3 separate regions of the Gossypium hirsutum genome follow, and regions 1 and 3 are each linked to region 2. Evidence: chromatin contacts called from public Hi-C data. All regions are on one chromosome and are shown on one strand. The core of a region is the stretch at or near the end of the contact, and the rest is flanking DNA. Distances in the headings are between cores, read along the strand shown. Region 1 has its middle 53 kb from the start of LOC121212431. Region 2 holds the start of LOC121212447 (nucleolar complex protein 3 homolog). Region 3 holds the start of LOC121212431 (vesicle transport protein GOT1).

What was found. A called contact is a pair of places that touch in the nucleus more often than the background predicts.
Region 1: a contact with region 2 is called in a Hi-C map of leaf, with 2.3 times the contacts expected there. The contact joins the enhancer-like site here to the promoter of LOC121212447 in region 2. A contact is called at or near these places in 3 of 34 Hi-C or Micro-C datasets (leaf and seedling).
Region 3: a Hi-C map of leaf shows a contact between it and region 2, with 3 times the contacts expected there. The contact joins the promoter of LOC121212431 here to the promoter of LOC121212447 in region 2. A contact is called at or near these places in 11 of 34 Hi-C or Micro-C datasets (anther, hypocotyl, leaf and 1 more).

The regions. Positions count from the first base shown.
Region 1 is chrA13:87,924,829-87,929,347 of Gossypium_hirsutum_v2.1, reverse strand. No RefSeq gene overlaps it. Among protein-coding and RNA genes, the nearest start is that of LOC121212431, 53 kb to the right of the region's middle. Within about 2 kb of position 2,822, at least 2 of the 9 cell types and tissues checked have an H3K27ac peak or open chromatin away from gene starts, as enhancers often do. A contact at or near this core is called in leaf, where this site is marked.
Region 2 is chrA13:88,567,583-88,572,132 of Gossypium_hirsutum_v2.1, reverse strand. LOC121212447 (nucleolar complex protein 3 homolog) reads left to right here and starts at 1,919. Exons shown (of 13, transcript XM_041085141.1): 1 at 1,919-2,252; 2 at 2,487-2,656; 3 at 2,779-2,954; 4 at 3,123-3,331; 5 at 3,447-3,549; 6 at 3,918-4,081. The coding sequence starts at 2,083.
Region 3 is chrA13:87,872,114-87,876,954 of Gossypium_hirsutum_v2.1, reverse strand. It overlaps LOC121212431 (vesicle transport protein GOT1), which reads right to left and starts at 3,301. Exons shown (of 7, transcript XM_041085043.1): 1 at 3,154-3,301; 2 at 2,877-2,927; 3 at 1,576-1,667; 4 at 1,391-1,471; 5 at 1,186-1,283; 6 at 1,019-1,100. The coding sequence starts at 2,907.

The sequences.
Region 1 (4,519 bases), core at 1,573-4,072, 640 kb after region 2:
CTTTAATTACAAATATATTTTGATATTATAAATTTTAAAAAATATAATAATTTAGTTTAATGATTATATTTTATTTTTAAATGTACTAAAAAAATAAAATTTATTTAAAATATCAAAATCTTATGTTGACAGTATCAAAATATATGCATCGATTTTGAAGTAATGCATTAAAACATGAAAATTTTGAGTGAAACAAAACTTGAGATATTAGATACGGATGCAAAACAGAAATAGATGTCTCTTTTGAGACTTCTAGTTTTACAATTGCTAGCTAGTTGTTATGGTTATTAGTGAAAGCAGATGAAATTGGCTCCAAAATTGTAAAGTTTATCAGTTGAGGGCTCAGCACTTGCAATTTCCATCATATCTAATTCAATTTTTCATGTGTTCTAAAAGGTTTAATTTCTCACACTTTGATTTTTTTTTCTACAAGTAATCAACAATCTTAACCTTCTCTTTTACAATTTTTCACTATATTTTCCTTTTTCTTGTCTTTGGGTTTCATTTTCATTCATTCTTTATATTTGCTAGATCCATGAGTTATTTAATACTTTTTGATATTATATCAGAACCTCTTGCCTGACCACTCTTGATTGTGGTTCTTTGTGTTTGGCTCTGTTGGTATAGACGTCCATAATGGACACCCACACTGTGAATAATCATCACCATTTTTTCTGCTAAGTAGATTGCCATGTTTCTGATAATTATCTTGGCCTTCTTCCTATGGAGAGTAAGAATAAAACTAATGCATTCAAGTAGGTGTTTGCAAGCCACATCCAAGAATTCAAAGTTGGTTTAAATGGTTCTTAATATATAGCAACAAGGAAGTTTTTGTCAAATCGATCTTGTAGGCATAACCCACTTATGTAAAAAAGTGTGTTCTTACTCCCTAATTCGGTTACTAATGCTATAATTGTTGTTATTTGTAGATTTTAGTGGGTAGAGAAAAACGAAGACCATGAGTGGAGAATGTTAGCTCAAGACACAGTTAGAATGCCGAAAGGTATGAGAGCCTTAGCTTTCGATATGTATGGCTCTTTGACCTTACTCTCTTAGAAAAACAAATGTGGAGACTACTACTTCATAATAAGCATACCTTGTATTCTAACCTAAGAGAGTGGAGAAGCCTTTAGTTGTTAATTTGGACTAATATATTGTCGGCTTTGAATGCTTTGTCTGGTCTAATCTTTTGGGAGATTAATAATGGGGATCCTGCGGGAATTTGGGGAGAATAGTTGAGGTATGATAAATTTGGATGAGAGGCCATTGCCTCACAATAGGTGGCATTTATGAATGCACAAGTTAATGCTAATTTATCATTGAGGTTAAAAAGTATTTTTGAAAAATATTGTGAAAAAGTACTTTGAAAAAGTTTGACAGTTTTTATCATTGTTATCAAATAATATATTTGAAAAAATAAAATGTCTATTATAAACATGATATTGTAAAGTAAAAATTATGTATTTAAATTATATTTAATTTTATTAATATTATTACGAAACATATGAACTTAAATGATAATAAAATATTAAAATAATTTATTAAGTAATTATTTTTTGATATATGGAATGCATGGAATATATAAATTAGTTAGTATTATGAAATAATTAAGATTAAATTATGAAAAAAATTATAATTATTCAAATGTAAAGTGTTCTCATTTTCATGTGGTATTATATTATTACCACAATGCTAAATTATTATTTTAATATTAAAAAATATTCAATTTAGATTATAGTAAAAATATAATAAATTAATTTATAGTAACTCATTTAATATTGTGTTTCAACATGACGATGTAGTGATTTAGAATTATTATATAACTGGTATATACTTTATTAAGATAGGTTATAATTAATTTTTATTACGGTCTGATGAATTTATGTCATACGGATTATTGCGAAAATCTATTAGTAAATAGAAGAATTTGTCAAAATAATCAAACTCTTTGGGAGGAGACTTAGACACGCGCGAGTTCATTCCAACAACGGTAAGGATCACTTCTACAATGTCTAATGACCATGGGTGTCAGCGGTGTGGTGCTCCTAGTGAGATTATGGTGAATGCACTTAGGGATTGCCCAATGTCTCGAGAGACTTTGCAACTTGGAGATATTAATAATGATTTGTTCTTGTGTAATGTTTCCAAGTGCATTGATTGGATGGAGTGAACTTTGTGCATCATGGATCATGAAGCTTTTACGAGTTTCTTGATCTACGGTAACTTTGGAATGTGCGCAATGCGGAACTGATACTTGGCCTAGAACATCAAGGGGCTGGCAATCTGAATGTCGTATCCATAATTTGAGCAGACACCGTCTCTTGCCTCATAGACCGTGACTTGTTGGATGGAGAGTGCAAGAGGAATCAGCATTAAACATAAAATTTCACCAACTCACTCAGTTACATGTTTTCAACATTCTCATATAATGCAAATCTCATCTTCAATTTGTTTTTCTAACGCGGTAGTGAAAATGTGGTTAACAACTCCCAATCACCCCACCGACCACGAAAGGAAAAAAATCCAATGCGAAGGAATAAACTATAGGACAAAGTTGTAGGGCAAGTCTTGATAGTTCAGTGATCAGAAAAATATAGTTAATTGAGTCGGGGAAACCGTACTATGCCCCATCACGGACAGAATTGTTGAGTAATTATTAATTTGGAAAACAAAGGCAACAATTCGTTGTTTAAAAATGGCCCACAAATGTGTAAATGTTGACGTAGAAATGGTATCATTAATTAGGGGAAGTGTGGTCAGTCTTGGATAAAGTTAGGAAGAAGGTGGTGCCCTCCACTTGGGGTTATGGAGGCTGTGAAAGACTGCTCAGCAATCAGCATGCTTTTCTGGATTTTCTCACAGATATGGTTAGCAGTTCTATGACTATAAGCGTTGAAGTCAAAATGAATTCAATTCCACCACCCCCCCCCTTTTAATTGGCATATTGAATTATTTGGCCCTTTAACTTTACAAATTTTCATTTTAGTCCTCTATTTTATTTTTCTCTCTTTTAACTCTTTAACTTGCATTATTTATTAAATTATCTCAAAATGAATAGAAAAGTTAACGCTTGTTAGCTTTGCTGACGTAGCATTCATGTGTATGCTACTAAGCAATTAATTATTTTTTAAAATTTTTAAAAAATATTTTTGATATTTTTATAATTTTTAATAATATTAATGATTTTTAATTTTTTTAAAATTATAATTTATTTTTTAATTTAAAAAATTAATTAATTGCTGATGTGGCATACATATAGATGCCACATTAGCAAAATTAACAAACATTAATTTTTTTTCAATTCATTTTAGAGTGATTTGATAAATAACGCTAATTTAAAGGATAAAAAATACAAAAAAATTAAATAAAGTATTAAAATAATTTTTTTTTCTAAAGCTAGAGTGCCAAATAACTTTTAATTTTTATTTCGGTATTAAATATTTGGGATATGGAAATTTGAATGCTTCACAGGTTTTCATTAAAAAAAAGCGAAAAATTATATTTTATGCCTTCAAATATTTTCAGTATAGTTCTTATAAAATCTACAGTTGATAAGACTTTTAATTATTCAACATGTATCATTAACTTAATTTTCTCTACTTTTTTCAATCAATTAAATGAATATATTTATCTTAATTATTTTATTAATATTTTTCACTCTATGTCTGGTCATAATGGAGAAAAAACACACACTATTACAATGTTTAATACACGTTAGGCATTACTTTTTTTCTTTTTTAATTAAATGCATATATATATATTTTTACAATGATGTTTACAAATTAATTTATTTATGGGTAGATAAATATTCCGCCAATAGATTGCAACATGGATATCATATACATACTTCATTTAGATTATAAATTTTTTTATCTGGTTACTAAGATAATATGTTAAAGGGAAAAAGTTAGTGTACTAACTTAAGCAATAAATAGCCCATTATTTGTTAGGTGAATTGAAAAGAATGTAATAGTTATATATTACTTTCTTTGGTTAGAGTATTAAACAAGTAAGACATTGGTATTATCTTGGAAATGTCATTTTTCCCCAGATAAGACAAAAAACCAATAAATCATTTTTTGGTCCAATTAGATCACTTGGGAGTTTCTCGCATTTGACACGTTCAAATCCCCAAACAAGTGTAAGGAAAAAAATCATATCTCGTATTACAAATCAAATAATATTCATGTTGACAGTGTGCCTACCCAATTAGAAAAGGAAGAGGAAATTGAGCTATGATGCTTTCAGCTAGAGAGAATGAGAATTTTGGAACCAATATTTAAGTGGGAAGTCAAGAAATTTCACACAGATTATAAATTCATAATTTATATTTTCTTAAAAAAATTATAAGAGTGGAACCACAATGATATAAATTTAGATAGTGTCTATATATATGTGATAAAATTTAAATTAAAAAAATATTGATTGAAAATTCACATATAATTTACACAAAATAGATTAAAAATAGCCATAGTTATAAAAATATAAATGCATGATAAACCCAAATCAAAATTGGTTA
Region 2 (4,550 bases), core at 670-3,169:
TTCTATCAATTTAGCCCTTAATTCATCATTTTATTTAACATGGACAATATCTAGAAATCTAATAACTATCAAAATATCAACTTAATTTCATCAAAACTTTGTTCTAAAACTTCTAAAACATCAAAATTAAGTAAAAAGGGCTTGATTGACTTACCTATTAAAGCTTAAAGCTTCAAACCTTAAATTTTCTCTTTTCTCCCTTTCTTTCTTTCTTTTTCTCCCCTGCTCTCTTTTTCGTTTCATTCTTTTTCTATTTCCTTTCTTTTGTTTCTTTAGTTTATATAATATAATATAATATAATATAATATAATTAAAACATAAAATATCTTTATTATATAATAATATAATAATATAATAATATACTAAACATAAAAAAAATCTTAGATTTTCTTCACGGTACACCGCCTCAATTTATACTTTTTGTATAATTTCCTTTTTAGTCCTTTTTATTTTCTTTTAATCTATAATTCAACTTTTACCCCTTATTCAATTTAGTCTTTTTTCTTAATTACTCTTAATTAAATTAAATTCACTTAATTAAACTCTAATTAACTACTCATTTTACTTCGTAAATATTTTTAATAAATATTTACGAATCCATTTTTTAGAAACGGAGACCCGAAAATATACTTTTTCGGTAACGGTAAAATTCGGGTCATTACAGTATCACACTACAAAACTGCCATGAAATTGTTGATAATAGTATTATTAAGTCTATAAAATGACCACACCTTAGATTGTTGAAAATGGTAAATTTTTTATGGAAAATTTGAAAAAGAAAATTGCATTTTTTATTTATAATTTTAATTTTTTTTTAAAATTTTCTATGATGACATATAAGATAAAATAGGACCACGTCATCAATAAAAGGCTAAGACCTTGAGGGTTATTTTACTCTGAATAGAAGAGTAAGAGTCAAATTGAGAAAAAAAAGGTAAAAGTTGAGGGTTAAATTTATTATTATATCTAATATAAATAAGCATTTAATTCACAATTTTAACTGAGGGACTATTTTGTTCATTCATTTAACATACAAGGATTATTTTGCCTATTTTTCACTAGAGGGACTAAAATGCAATCCCAAATATAAGACATTGACTGCTACAATAATTTTTACCAACAAAAATAATATAGGAAATTATGATGTAATTGTACTTTCTTAGTTAAACACATTTTGTGTTTAAACTTTAAACACAGTAAAGTAATTGAATGAAAATATAATTATAAAATAAAAATTATATTTTTTTGTAATTAAAGAAATAAAATTCTTTTCAATTGCAAAAATAAAAAATATTACCTTAATAATTAATTTTCATCCAATTAATGCAATGTCCAATCCCACCTTAAATGTAATTTATTTTCATTTTATTTTACTCATAGGTGACGTTTGGTACATTCTCATGATAATATTTTAATGCAATGTGATTTTTGGGAATATTATTACTAAAAATATAATATTACAACGTTAGTTATCTGAAGAAAGTACTAATTAAAATCCAAAAAAATTACATATGCTTTTGGTTCATTAAATTTTAATAGAATAATGTTATAATTACATATTTATTATTTTATATAAAAATTTATTAATTAAAAATTGAACTTAAAGTAAAATAATAAACTTGAGAACAGATTTATTAATTAAAAATAAAAAGGGCTTTAAACATGTAAAAAAAACTTAAAATAACATGAAAAAAAAGTTAAGAAGATAATCGAATTTAGGTCAAAAAAAAAAAAACATCAACGTTTAATCATCGAGAATGAAGAAAGCATTTTTCAAAAGCAAGTTTGACAGGAAGAGCTTTCTAAATATTGATAAATTCAGTTTATTTTCCCTAATTTATAAATTTACTTTTATATAAATATAAATATATTTACTAATAAATAAGATATCCCTTTTTTAAAAGGTTGGTTTTATTGAAGACCGAGATATTAGCTGCAAGCCCGACCCGACCAGATTGGACGTGGGCTAAAGTTTCCAAACAGGGATAAACCCTAAACCCTAGCATCCCTCTCCTTGCTGCAGATATAAATTTCGTATGTGTATCTAATTCAGAAATTAAAAATAATAATAATAAAATTGCCATGGGGAAGGGGAAGGGCAAGCAGCGGAAGCAGATAATTCTGCCCCCGGAACTCCCACCAGAAATAGCAGATGATGATATTGAAGTCTCTGACGAGGACCTTAAATTCGTGGATGAAAACAAAGACTACGCTGGCTTCGTCTCTCGCTTGGACACTCATTCTATTAACAAGTCCATTTCTTCTCTTTTTCCTCAATTTTCAAATTCGACTTCTATTTTTAGTTATAAAAATAAAATCATTTGTTATTTGTTGATTTAATTTCTGTTTTGGTTATACATGCTTTGATTTGATATTTGGATAGTGGAAATTAGTTAAAATTTAAAAACGGCATTCGACTGTGGCAACTTGAAATGGGAATTAGATATTTCCATTGAACTTTGTTTTGTGGATTGTTTTGTGGATAGGCAAGTCACTCGGGTGGAGGGTGTGAATGAAGATGCTTTGGAGGCTTTGTATGAGAAGCGACGAAGGAAGACATTGGAGCACAAAGAGAATGAGAAAAGTGTTGTTCAAGTTGATCCTGTTGATGCCCTTCCTGTCAAGAGTTTGGATGGAGAAGTCTACTACCGTACATGTATCTTATTCTTTTCTTGGAAAAAAATGGAAAAAAAAGTTATTTTACTTTCTTTCAGTGCTAAAGAAAGTGTCTTCATTTATGGAAGAGAATGAAATGGTTTATGCTGTTATATAATGCAGTTTCCCAGACAGCAGAAGTGACTGAAAATGAAGGAGACATTGATAAGAGCGTAGTTAAGCTGACGAAAGCTGAAAGGAGAGCAAAGCTTAAAAAAACTAAGAAAGAGGCCAAGAAAATGGGGAAGGAATTGGCTAAAACTGAAGAAGTGCAACCAACTCAACAAGAAGCTGCACTAGTATGTTGTTAGATTGCTCTTCTATGTATCTTTCAATTTAAACAAAAAACTATGAATATTAGATTTTACACTAATGTCTTAGACAATATTGGTGATCTTTCTTAGAGAACGTCTAGGAGTCAAATGGTCCAATATATATTCAATATTCTAAGAGTGCTTGTCTTTTAGGCAGAGGTAAAAGAAGACCTCACGGCTGAGGAAGCATTTGAAGCCAAAAAGCGTAAGCTAGCTGAGCTTGGAATGGCACTACTTGCAGACCCAGAGGCAAACATTAAGTCTCTGAAAGAGATGTTGCAATTTGCCAAAGATGGTGATCACTCAATTCTAAAGCTTGGACTGCTGTCCTTGTTGGCTGTCTTCAAAGACATTATTCCAGGGTACCTATAGTTTTTTTCCTTCTCTACTGCCCCTTAATTACTACTTTTAATTAATCTTCCTGTTCACTGCATTATATTTATATTTTTACTCAACTTTTGAATGTGCTAAATACAGCTATCGGATTAGGCTACCTACTGAAAAAGAGCTAGAAATGAAAGTTTCCAAGGAAGTTAAGAAAATGCGATTCTATGAATCAACACTTCTTTCTGCTTACAAGGTTTGAACTGCTAACTTTATATGATCAGTTCTTGAGTGGAGTTTGCATGTTGTGGGTATTCAGCAGAATTAAACAGGGTTTTCTACCATCTTTTCTTTTAGAAAGATCACCGTTATCTGAAAGCTTTCAACACGGCTTAATTGGCCTATGGATTTGTGCAACCATATTATGTGCTGATGAATATGAAAAGGTTGTAGAAGCATTGGTCTATTGTGAAGATATGGGCATTCCATCTTCTAGCTGGTTTTATAGTATGTCTAATAATAAGATTTGATGTTTTCCACATCACTCGAGTTTATTTTTAGTGCAATAACTTGTTATTAATTTGGGCATGCATCCTTCATACTATTCATGGGAATTTGCAACAGGGATACCTGCAGAAGTTGTTAGCATTAGAAAAGCAGCCCAGGTTTCATCATGTTGTGGTTCGTTGTATTTGTACTTTGCTTGATGCTGTTCCTCACTTTAACTTCAGAGAAAGCTTGTTAGTAGCTGTTGTCAGAAACATAGGCTCCTCAGATGATGTTGTAAGGTATACTGTATTGATGTTCTTTGAAATGTTAAAAATCCTCAAGTAATTTCTCAAAGGCCTTACAAGTTTTGATGTTATTAAAATGAATTTAATATATTAGTAGAATAATTTGAGCTTGGACAGCACAATGATGTAAAATTGATACAAAAGGTGAGCTTACTTGTTTTTCAAAATTCTAAAACCTACTATAGGATATTGACATATGTGCAATGGCTAAACTGTTGAGGAAAATGAAAGCTTGTTTCAATGTGAAAATCCTCCTATACTTACCTAGTTTAACTATATTTTGGACTGGCATGTCGAATTCCATGGAAGCAATTTAATACTCTCATCTAATGTATTTAGTTTACTCCTCTGATGTATGGGCTTCATTAATATGTGGCTTGTTGCTAATTGGTCTTAAATGTTAGGTCATTTTAAAACTTTAAGCTTGAGATTTTGGAAGATTGATGGCATAGCTGGTTTACGT
Region 3 (4,841 bases), core at 2,052-4,551, 700 kb after region 2:
TATAATTTAGTTTTACTAGCATGTTATTATCAAATTCAAGATCTAGCTCACTTAGTAAAGTCCTTAGTAGTTTACCTTGTAAGACAAGGTTCAATTTTTATCATGAGCATAATCTTTTGTATTTAGAGGATTCGGTTATCCAAATCTGCAATGCCATTTCCATGGAATGGTTGCTTTTTGACAGCAGCCATGTTTGACAAAATTTTCAGTTGATTTTAGAAGGGAAGAAAAAGCAATAGACAATTATACCCTTTATACCTCAATGAAAGGCTGCATGAATAAGGTAATGCATTTTTTATATATGAAGATAGTCCACGTAGGTGTTTGCCTCAAGGCACTTTGGCTTCAGCTGAGCCACTAGGCCAGGTTCTAAAGTCAATCACCTATTTACAGCCTGACCAGAGCACCTAAACGTGCACCAAGCAATATTAAGAACATATTCACAAGCTCTCATTTTCTTAGGTTTCCTTTCTTGCTATATCAGAGGGGGAGAAAGTAAACAAGAGTTTATATTAACTAAATATTTTTGGATGAAATTATCAAAATAAATGAACAAACAACTGAAAACAAAGATTCCCTGGTGATTAAATAAAGTCAGTAACTTAACCAATCAAATATCAGCTCTGTTTCTATAGTTTAGCCTTTCCAATAATCCCATTCTAATTTGTGTTGAAATAGATAACTATTTAACCCCCTCCTTGCAGCAAGGAGAAGGGATGCTGATTCAGTTACTCACATATTGATGGCACAAAAATGACTTCAAATTTCACTTCTTTGATGTAGAGATAAATATCAACAAGTTCTAGAATTAGATGATTTGCTGGCTTTCTTTCATACTCTAAGATCAGTTAAGACATTGATTACTGGTTTTCCAAATTTTGGAATGGTTCCAGAATACTTTTACACTTCTACACTAACCAACCGAGAACTAACAAAATAATATATTGCAAGCATGCATGCCCAAAAGACAGTTTGTGATTTAAAAAGAAAATTTACTTGACTTCAAAACTGAACATACCGATCTGACGTATGGTTGCTGGAATAGCCAACCAAGAATTGGTATCCTCTGCAGAAACACAGCCAGTGTTGGCCAAAAACCACTGCAAAAGAGGTGGATGTTAAATGAGTAGATAAAAAATGTTAAGCATTTGTATTAAATCAAGGTAATGAAAATTTCATATAGACCTGAAGAGTACAACGAATCCATATGTCTCCAATATCATGCCAAATATGGGCCATCCAACGACAACGAAAAAGAAGCCAACACCAAAAGAAATTGTTCCCTGTATTTAGCATCAACATATCATAAAGAAAACGAACGATGCATTTATAACGTCAGAGTTTAGGTATGTGAGTTTTTGTGTGAGTGAGTGTGGAGAATAAATAAAACCTTAAAATTTTGAGGTTTCATAAAAAATTGCATGGTGGACTTCAGACCAATGGTTAAGGTCACTCCTGATATGAAAAGGATCTGATTAACAGAAAAAAGAAGGTAGTGTTAATCAAGTATGATTCAACAGGGAAAATGAAAATAATTGTGCAAAGAGGACAAAAAGATAATAAAAGTTAGCTTACATTTCCCATGGCAAGCAATCCCTTGTCGAAAAAGAAGATAATTCCCAAAAATGAGAAAAATATGCCAAATCCCGTTAATCCGAGCCCAATTTCTGTTTTTCATAATGTCAGATATTAGTAAAAATGAAAGTTAAACCAAATGATAAGTGCATATAAGGTTTCCCTTTTTCCGTCAAAATAATGATGACAAACGAAGTCATAAGTCCCCAATTAGCTAAGTTCATGTGAATCAAATGCTAGACAGTAGCAACGCACTCCTACTCACCTCCAATCAATATCAATGACAACAATCCATGTAACAGAACAAATAGTTGGCTCAGATCACAGGTTTAGACCTAAACTAAAAAGATTAGATTCTAGTAAAATAAGAGTTAACAAAATTGTCCATATCACATATAGCTAAGGTGTTGGTAAAAGTCTTACCACCAAATAATCTAATAAATTATTTACATATTGTAAGATATTCTGCAATACTCCTATGAAATTGCAATAACCCTAAACTGTTTCCATTAGCATTTGTATACAAAATCCACATGTAAGAGGGTTCGTCATTTTGTTCAACTTAAACAACACCATCATAAGCAACTCCAAGAAGGTGTGGTGCACACGCTTCACCAAGCATAAATGCATGCATAAATAAATTTAACAATGAGAACTACATCCTATTGAACTATCCTATATATTTGAACTTTGAATAATAAGGGGTGTACATATCAATTAGAAATCCTTCACCATCTACGCACATCAAATGTGATCAACGGAGCTCCACTAGTAAATCATTTTGGAGTTTGACTAACATCAATTTATTAGAATTACCAGTTAATATATGTTTCTTAATAAAGCAGCATAACTTACCAAACAACTCCGAATAGCTTACTAAAATATTTGTTCGGATAATAAATAATAAAAAATATTCTTTCTAAGGAAATATATTCGACTGACTTTGCCATAATAATTTAACGTCTAATATAAATTAGCACATCAAATCATTCCCAGATTGCCTCAACGTAAAATAACATGGACACTTCAAAGACTTTCCTAACTTAACAGCAGTTACAAAATTTTACCAACATGCATAATAATAAATAAAAATCCCAAGATAAACGATGAACCAAGTCCAGAGATCTGAATTTCACAAAAATTTCTAGGGATTGCACAATGCATATTTCAAGCATCAAACCTCCATCGGAAAAAAAAAGTATCACACCGAACAGAAGTTTCACAAAATCACAGATTCATAGATGCGTTAATTGAATGAAAAGAAGCACAGAAAGCACAGAAAATGGAAGATAAAAGCTCACTTTTTCGATCATTCATTTCAAAGGAAACCATTTGGCTGATTCTTCAGATACCTGTTACTTTCAAAAAGCAAAACAAATAAGAAACGGAATCATGTGAGAGAATCAGGGGAAAAAAGGAGAAAACAGAATTTAATAATTAAATACAGATCTAATAGAGTACAGACTCCACATAAAAAAGAAGAAAAACAAATCTTAAATAAAAAATCCCGCTTGTTTACAGAGAGGAAAAAGAAGTAATTTCTCGGTAATCAAACAGAGAAAGAAAAGAAACAACTACCTGAAAGTGATTGAGAAATTCAGAAATGGGAAGCGAGCGAGCGAAAGAGGGAGCCGCGAGTTAATGTAAATAAAACAAGTTGAAAAAATACTTGAGATAACAAAAATATATAAAATTTTAAAAATTTTTATTTAGCATCTCTGTTTACATGAGAAGTAACTGAAATGACATAAAACTCCTCATCATCAACTTATATTTTCCAAAAGCAGTCCATCAAAAGAGGCAATGTAAAGTTTATGTGACCACTTGTAGTAGCAGAAGCAGAAGCTTTTCCATTGCTGCATTGCTAAAAAATGCACATTCTGGTATTAAAATATTGTAACTGAATATTATATATTATATTAATTGAAATTATATAATATATTAATTTCGTTTATTGACAACCGGAATCCGAATTAACCTTAATAATCAAGATAATGAAAACTTAGAAAAAGCGTGGATTAATTCAGATTGGACCGACTTTGGGTAATTCCTAGTAAAAGTATCTCCTCCGTCTGGTGGTGGATCTTCTCAAAGTCCGCTTGATGAGTCCTTAGTTTAGAACAAGGTAGCTGCTAATGCTTCCAATCTATTAATTATGATATCATTTATAATTAACCTCTCATTGTTGAGTCCAGAAATACTCATTACTGTGTTGCTATCTGATATTACAACATCTCTCCTCTATAAAACATCTCGTGTTTTTTGTTGCTTACTCTCCTTTTTAGCTAAGCCTGTAAGGACTGATTTTCTATCAAATTAATTAATATATAGTCGTCAACACCAATCTGCATTTGCAATAAATCCAAGGAGTGAAGACCTTCTATACATCATTCATGAGAAAAGCAATAAACGATGTGTTTTTACACTGAAAAGCATTGCGGTGTCGGCGAGGGAAGCATCATCAATGGCTTTGTAGTTCCATTAAAAGAGAACCACAAGCTGTTGTTGACGAGAGTGCTTCTCCCACAGTACAACACCAGTAGCTTGCAAGTTTGCAAGTTCAGCATAAGCAGCTGGCTTATTGCATTTCTCAGTTTGTACTTGGGGAAGTGGTGGTTAGGGAGATTCTAAGATATTGGCCAGTTACTAATTGTCAAAAAGAAATTATAGTTATAGGAGAACAGGATGAGGTGGTGGAGAATATGGATCCAGATCAGGCCCCTCTGCACCCAAATAACAAGGTGTTCCAACAGTTAACACAAAATGTGAAGGCCATGGATCCAACTCTATACTACAGGTGCCTTACAGAAATGGGTCATCGGGAATCAGAAGAAATCAAGAGGAAACAGAAATAGTGACAATTTATGCACATCAATAATAAGCTCTTCCATTCAACAATATATGCATGTCTTGTTCTCATTGAACTGAAGTGCAAGGCGTCGTATTTTGTGCTGCCACTAACTTCAGCAATTAGAAAACATGAAACCTTAGTGACGACAACTAAGAAAGTGGCTATGAATTATGAGACTCGTGACATTGATGGAACAGAATGCCAAGATTCTGGCAGTGTTCAAATTTCAAAAGTTAAAAAGGAAAATGAGGGGACTGTCGGGTTTGTTGTGATGGGGCAAAAACCAAACAATTCTATGGCCAGTCCACTAACGAGCACTTTTCTTTGGGCTTACAAAAGTCGTGTTGGGTCGCAAAGTCTGTTACTAAATCCAAATTTGACTTTAATACAAGCCATGTTTGATGTTTTGGGATAT